2 separate regions of the Sus scrofa genome follow, and region 2 is linked to region 1. The links are chromatin contacts, called in public Hi-C maps. All regions are on one chromosome and are shown on one strand. The core of a region is the stretch at or near the end of the contact, and the rest is flanking DNA. Distances in the headings are between cores, read along the strand shown. Region 1 overlaps TJP1 (tight junction protein ZO-1). Region 2 overlaps TJP1 (tight junction protein ZO-1).

Region 1 (3,270 bases), core at 412-2,911:
TAACCTGCTAAGCCACAATGGGAACTCCTGGCTTTTGGGTGTTTTTGTTGTTGTTGTTGTTGTTGCTTTTTGGAATCTTCTGTGTTTCCAGTAAATTTTAGAATTACTGTGAAAAATGGCTGTTGGTATTTTGGTAGGGATTGCATTGGATCTCTAGATTGCCTTGAATAGTATGTCATTTTAATAGCATTAATTCTTTTAATCCTTGAACTCCGTGTATCTTTCCATCTGTTCATGTCATCTTCAATTTCTGGCATCAGTGTCTTTATATTTTCTATGACCAGGTCTTTTTACCTTCTTAGTTAGATCTATTGTCAGGCATTTATTTTTTGATGGGATTATGAATGGGATTGTTTTCTTAGTTTCTTTTTCTGATAGTTCATTTTTAGTGTATAGAACTGCAGCAGTATCTGTTTTAATTTTGTACCTGAGACTTTGCTGAACTTATTGATGAGGTCCAGTATTTTATTGGTGGCATTTTTAGGATTTTCTCATGCAGTATCATGTCATCCTCAAACAGCAAACATTGTGCTTCTTCCTTTCCAATTTGAATTCCTTTCCTTGGATATTGAACCATCCCTACATCCCTGGGATAAATTCCACTTGGTCATGGTGTATGATCCATTAATATATTGTTGAATTTGGTTTGCTGGTATTTTGTTGAGGAATTTTTATCTGTGTTTATCATGATATTGGCCTGTAATTTTTTTTGTGTGTGATATCTTTGTCTGGTTTTGCTGTCAGGATGATACTGGCCTCATAAAATGCATTCAGAAGCAGTGTTTTGGAAGAGGTTGAGAGGGATACATGTTAACTCTTCCCTAAGTGTTTGGTAGGATTTACCTGTGAACCCATCTGGTCCTGGACTTTTGTTTGTTGGGAGTTCCTTATTTATTTGCCTTTTAGGGCCACGCCCGTAGCATATGAAAGTTCCCAGCTAGGGGTCAAATCGGAGCTGCAGCTGCCAGCCTACTCTACAGCCATAGCAAGGCAGGATGTAAGCTATATCTGCAACCTACACCACAGCTGACAGCACTGCAGGATCCTTAAGCCACTGAGCAAGGCCAGGGATCAAACCCACATCCTCTTGGATACTGGTTGGGTTCATAACCCACTGAGCCACAATGGGAACTCCCTGTTTGGAGTTTTTAAATTACTAATTTAGTTTCATTATTGGTAATTGGTCTGTCTGTATTTTCTGTTTCTTTCTGGTTAGTCTTGGGAAACTGTACATTTCTAGGCATTTGTTCATTTCTTCCAGGTTCGCCATTTTATTGAGTGGGGCTGGATCCCAGGGTATCTGCCTGATGGGTCCAAGGTGTTTCAGAGCTGGTATTGGCCTACTGGTGGGCAGGGACAGGGTCCTGTGTGTCCCAGGGCTAGTGCCAAGGATAAGCAGGCTAGTCTTGTGATCTCTGGCTACAGGGCCCTGGAGGTCCAGGGTTGGTGTCAGCCTACTCGGGTGGACTGGACCCTGGCAGGGCAGGCTACAGGGCTGTGGTGTCCTTCGGCTTGAGAAGATTATTAAAATATTGCAGCATGGCATTTCACTGAACTTGGGAGGAAAGCACTTGAAACCAGGAGGGGCTTGATGGACCAGGGGAATAGGAGGGCATGGGGAAGCCAGAAGTAAGATGGATGTGGAAAAGTTTCAGTAGATTAAGATATCAGAAGTCAGAGATAAGGAAGACCTTGTAGATCTTTGACGAGATTAAGTGTATACTGGTGTGAGAAGGCAAAGTGCAGTCCAGGGGTTAAGAGGCCACTCAGTCAGAAGGCAATGCATATATTCTCTTGAATGTAGAGAAACTGAAGGAAGTAGTGTACAGGGGAAATTGAACCAGTACCAGAGTCAATTGAGGAAAGAAAGCCAGAAGAAGGAATTTTTACCTAGACCAGAAATTATACATTGAAGAGAGAAAGAAACTGAAAGCAGTTTATATTAGTAAAATGTCATGGAGTTGTTGGCTCCAGCACACTAAGTATTAGTGCAGAGGTACAATAAACTTAGCTCTTAGAGTTCCAGAAGGACAGTTGTGGGCCTTGATACTGATGGATTTTGAAATTTTTAAGAAGTCAAGTTGGGCCTGCAAGTTTGCTGTGGTTTGGTAACAACTGCAGCATATTTGATGATGTATTAGAGTACATCACTCCCTCCTTTATTCAAACCACCAATAATTATTAGTTTTCCTTTTAGCTTATAGTAATTACACCTTGAAGATCACCTGAATTAATTAAGAACTTTATTAGGTCCTCTATTCCAAATTTGCTTTTTAACCAGATCTGTTTATCAGGAGAGCAGGAAAGACAACTATTATGGAAATTTATTCCTTAGTAATTTGTTACAATTTTGTATTATATTTCCTTTTTTTGGTCTTTTTGTCTTTTTAGGGCCACACCCGTGCAATATGGAGGTTCCCAGGCCAGGCGTCTAATCAGAGCTGTAGCTGCCAGCCTACACCAGAGGCGCAGCAATGCCAGATCCGAGCTGCATCTGCAACCTACACCACAGCTAACGGCAATGCAGGAGCCTTAACCCACTGAGCAAGGCCAGGGATCAAACCCACAACCTCATCGTTCCTAGTCGGGATTTGTTAACCACCGTGCCACAATGGGAACTCCATAATTTTGTATTATATTTCTTATTCATAATTAATATGGAACAATAAAACATGATTTCCCTTTATTTTAGGAACTGAAGGTACATATATGAAAATTTTCAGCTCGTATTGTGATCTTTCTTATTTTTAGACCATTCGCAGGAAGAAGAAAGTTCAGATACCAGTAAGTCGTCCTGATCCTGACCCGGTGTCTGAGAATGAAGAGGATAGTTATGAGGAAGAAGCACACGACCCAAGAAGTGGCCGTGGGGGTCCTAACCATAGGAGGAGTGAGAAGAGCTGGGCCAGGGAGAGAAGTGCCAGTAGGGATAAGAGTCTGTCTCCAAGATCCGATAGGCGGTCTGTGGCCTCCAGTCAACCCACCAAACCCACCAAAGTCACACTGGTGAAATCCCGGAAAAATGAAGGTATTTTCTAACTAGTTTGTCATTTTCACCTGAAAATTTTAAGACTAATTTTAATGAGAAGTAATTTTGGTATCTCTCTCTTTGCTTTGTTGTCTTTTTTTATCTTCTTTCTTGTGTCCTGTTGCTTTAAGTCAAATCCTCTCATGTGAGACTTCAGGGATCATCTCTTTTCTCTTCTTGAATCGTTTTTTTGGTAGCAAATAGTGCTTCAAATAAATTGTCCAGTAGTTCAATTACTTGTG
Region 2 (3,270 bases), core at 472-2,971, 160 kb before region 1:
TAGTTTCCTAAAGTGGTTTAAACAACTTAAAATCTCATAAATGCTACATGAGAACTCTTGTTCCACTACTTTCAGCAACACTTGATATTGTCAGGTTTTAAAATTTTAGCCATCATGGTTGGGATACAGTAGTGGCAAGTCATGGTTTCAGGTACATTTCTGATATCACTAATGAGATTGAGCCTCCTTTCAAATGTTCATTGTTTCTTCTTTGTAATTTCCCATTCTCTCTTTTACCTCGTTGAACACAGTAAGCAGAGTTATCTTATAATATGTGTCTCACTCTCCAATATCCAGAGAAATTATGGATATTCTATTTCTTGTAGGGCTTTTTTCCCATAGAGGCTCATCTTTTGTATTTCTGGTTATTTTTTACTGAGTATCAAAAAAAAAAATAGAAAAGAATTAAATATACATTGATGTCTAATCTTTTTCCAAAATGGGTCTGTGTTTGTTTTTGCCAGGCACTTGGCATCTCTTGCACTCTGGGAACACCTTAGTCCAGTTTCCAGGACTTAGATGGTTCAGAACTGAGCTGTAGTACTTGTGAAGACCTGCTGGTTTCTTTACTTGGAGCGAGCATTCCTTCAGAATCCCAGCCCCAAATAAGGAAGTTTCGCAGTCTCTCTGACTTTGGTGGGACTTGGACTCCAATTTCTGTCCTGGTGGAGTCACACTCCAGAATCAGAGGGCACCCCAGGGAGATGCTTGGTTCACATTGCCAGACCTCCATTCTCCCAGGATTTGGTTTGGCACTTCTTTGCTACCTTGTTGGTTCTGTGATTCCTTCAAGAAAATGTCCTTTATGGTTTTCCAGTTATGTTCAGAGGGAGGCTTAGTCTGAATCACCTAGACCTCCATTCCCAGAATTTCTATTCCTCCCATAGATGTATTTGTTTCCTCTTTTTATTCTTAACCTCTCTCTATCTGGATGTGTCTCTATGTATCTTGTGGGGTTTATTTTTCTTTTTACACAATCTAAATTTTTATCCACTTAAAGCATACATTTCATTTATTTATACTTATTGTGATTTATGAGCTATTTAGGTATATTTCTGTTATGTTTTTTCTATGATTTGTGTTTATAGAGGTTTTTTCTGGGATTTTTACATATCTTTGGGTCTTTCATTGTCCATCAAAATAATTCATTCCTTATCTCAAATAATTCTTTACTATTTAATGGTTATTTGTGAGATCTTACTGTGTGGGGTAAGGATAAAGATCACACAAAAGGCTATTTTTAAAAAACTCAGCTTTTGACTATACTCTCAACTTGCTCTCTGTACTTTAAAAGTACAAAAAAAAAGGTTTTATTTCTTTCACCCCCTTTTTATCCTTGTTTCTTTGGTTTTCAGTAAGATCATGTATTCTGAACATGGCACTTTTTCCCTCATGAGCCAAGCCCACTGCCATTGCTCCTGGCTCCCTCCCAGGCTTGCCAGATACCAAGGGGCTGAAGATGTTCTTGGGTTAAGTGGAGTGCCCAGGAAAACAGAGTGGAGGAGGGGAAGATGATGTGGCTGAGAACAGAGGATGTTAATTTATTTTTTATCTTCCACTCTCTCCTGGTGAAGGTCTGCCTGTAAATAATAAAAACCACTGAACTTTACCCTTTCAGTGGGTGAATTTTATGGTATGTGAAGTAGACCTCAATAAAGCTGTAAAAAGAGGAAGCTCTGTCAGTCAGAGAGTTGAAGGAGAATGTGTCAGAAACTGCTGACCTGCTCATGAATTCCAGAAGCCTGTTGACTCAGTGTGATGGGTACTTCCAAGTGCAATGCAGATAAGGAGAGAGCGAGTGAGCGCGTGGGCGAGTGAGAGTGTGTGTGTGTGTGTGTGTGTGTGTGTGTGTGTGTGTGTCTATAGGAATTACTTCCTGGGCTCTTGCTGAATGCTGTACTACAGGTTGTAATGACTAGGTTCACAGCAGCAGGTCAGCATCTCTTTGTTTTTAAATGTTTTCTTAATAGCAAAGGAAGTAGGGAGTTCCCGTCATGGCGCAGTGGTTAACGAATCCGACTAGGAACCATGAGGTTGCGGGTTCGGTCCCTGCCCTTGCTCAGTGGGTTAAGGATCTGGCGTTGCCGTGAGCTGTGGTGTAGGTTGCAGACACGGCTCAGATCCCGCATTGCTGTGGCTCTGGCGTAGGTCGGTGGCTACAGCTCCGATTCAGCCCCTAGCCTGGGAACCTCCATATGCCTCGGGAGTGGCCCTAGAAATGGCAAAAAGACAAAAAAAAGAAAAAAAAAAGAAAAGGACATAGCACAAAAAGGGATGGACAGTGACACTTGATGGAGGCCTTCATTGAGGTACATGTCCTGCTCCATATTGCACCAAGGTAACTTGGCCATGAGCACTGAGTGAGTGGCTTTAGTGACTGGGCAGGAGAAGACAGAGCCTGGTCTCAGGGATCTGCTGGGTGCCTGCTCTGTTCTCCAAGGCACAGGTGCTGTCACAGATGGCACTCAGCTCAGAGCGGCCTGAAGATTCCCCTTCACAGCTCATGGGTTTTCTTGCCATGTCTGCTATGCTGCTCTTTCCCAGGATAAGAGGAAGCTGAAGGGAGATGGATGTGCAGCTCAGGATGTCAAGGGGTGGAGGGTCCAACCCTGGCTGAAGTGCATGAGCCCCTTAGCACTTGTGGCTAGATGCTGTCCCCTCCTTTAGACGAGTGGTTAGAAATCATAGTCTGGCCTGAGCAATAGTTGTTGGTGTGGCTCTTGGACTGTCTTCTGTGGTTGGAGCAAGTGAAATAAGAGGATGCTGCAGGGAGCTGCTGGCCCAGGTGGATGCCAGCTGGCGGTGCTCCCAGGGGGTGCCCTTGCTATTACAGTTACCACTGAGAACAGGGAGGTCAAGTGCAGTGAGTGTCAGGCCAGACCACAGTCAGGGAGACTACCAGCATTCCTCAGAAAACTGAAGGCCCCAGCATTTGTGCAAACTGGGCCTGGGGCCAGAGCTTTCCCATTCAGGGGAGCAGCCAGGTCGAATCTCATGGTCTCAATTGCACATTTCTGGGGAAGGGACTTGGATTGCCCACCGCAGTCCCAGATAAGCCCCTGTCCCTGTGGCTACACGAACACGGAGGTCCTCAGGGAAGGGGCTGGTATTTAGAGATGGCAGTGGATATCCCCCACATCCATGTTGCAGGTGCATGTAATGTACATATACTCTTTGTGGTCTGCTTTTTTTTTTTTCATTCTGTATTCTTTTAATACAATTTTAATGGCTTTTTGCTATTCTTTATATGGACATATTACAGTTCATCGA

The links. Hi-C and Micro-C count contacts between places; a contact is called where the count stands out from the background.
Region 2: a contact with region 1 is called in a Hi-C map of omental adipose tissue, with 1.6 times the contacts expected there. The contact joins two enhancer-like sites. A contact is called at or near these places in 3 of 47 Hi-C or Micro-C datasets (embryonic fibroblasts, fibroblasts and omental adipose tissue).

The regions. Positions count from the first base shown.
Region 1 is chr1:144,999,657-145,002,926 of Sscrofa11.1, reverse strand. TJP1 (tight junction protein ZO-1) reads left to right here. Exons shown (of 28, transcript XM_021098856.1): 6 at 2,752-3,028. Among named protein-coding and RNA genes, the nearest start is that of SEH1L, 74 kb to the left of the region's middle. Within about 2 kb of position 1,661, at least 4 of the 83 cell types and tissues checked have an H3K27ac peak or open chromatin away from gene starts, as enhancers often do. A contact at or near this core is called in omental adipose tissue, where this site is marked.
Region 2 is chr1:145,159,097-145,162,366 of Sscrofa11.1, reverse strand. The region is part of intron 2 of TJP1 (tight junction protein ZO-1); the gene reads left to right. Among named protein-coding and RNA genes, the nearest start is that of TJP1, 35 kb to the left of the region's middle. Within about 2 kb of position 1,721, at least 15 of the 83 cell types and tissues checked have an H3K27ac peak or open chromatin away from gene starts, as enhancers often do. A contact at or near this core is called in omental adipose tissue, where this site is marked.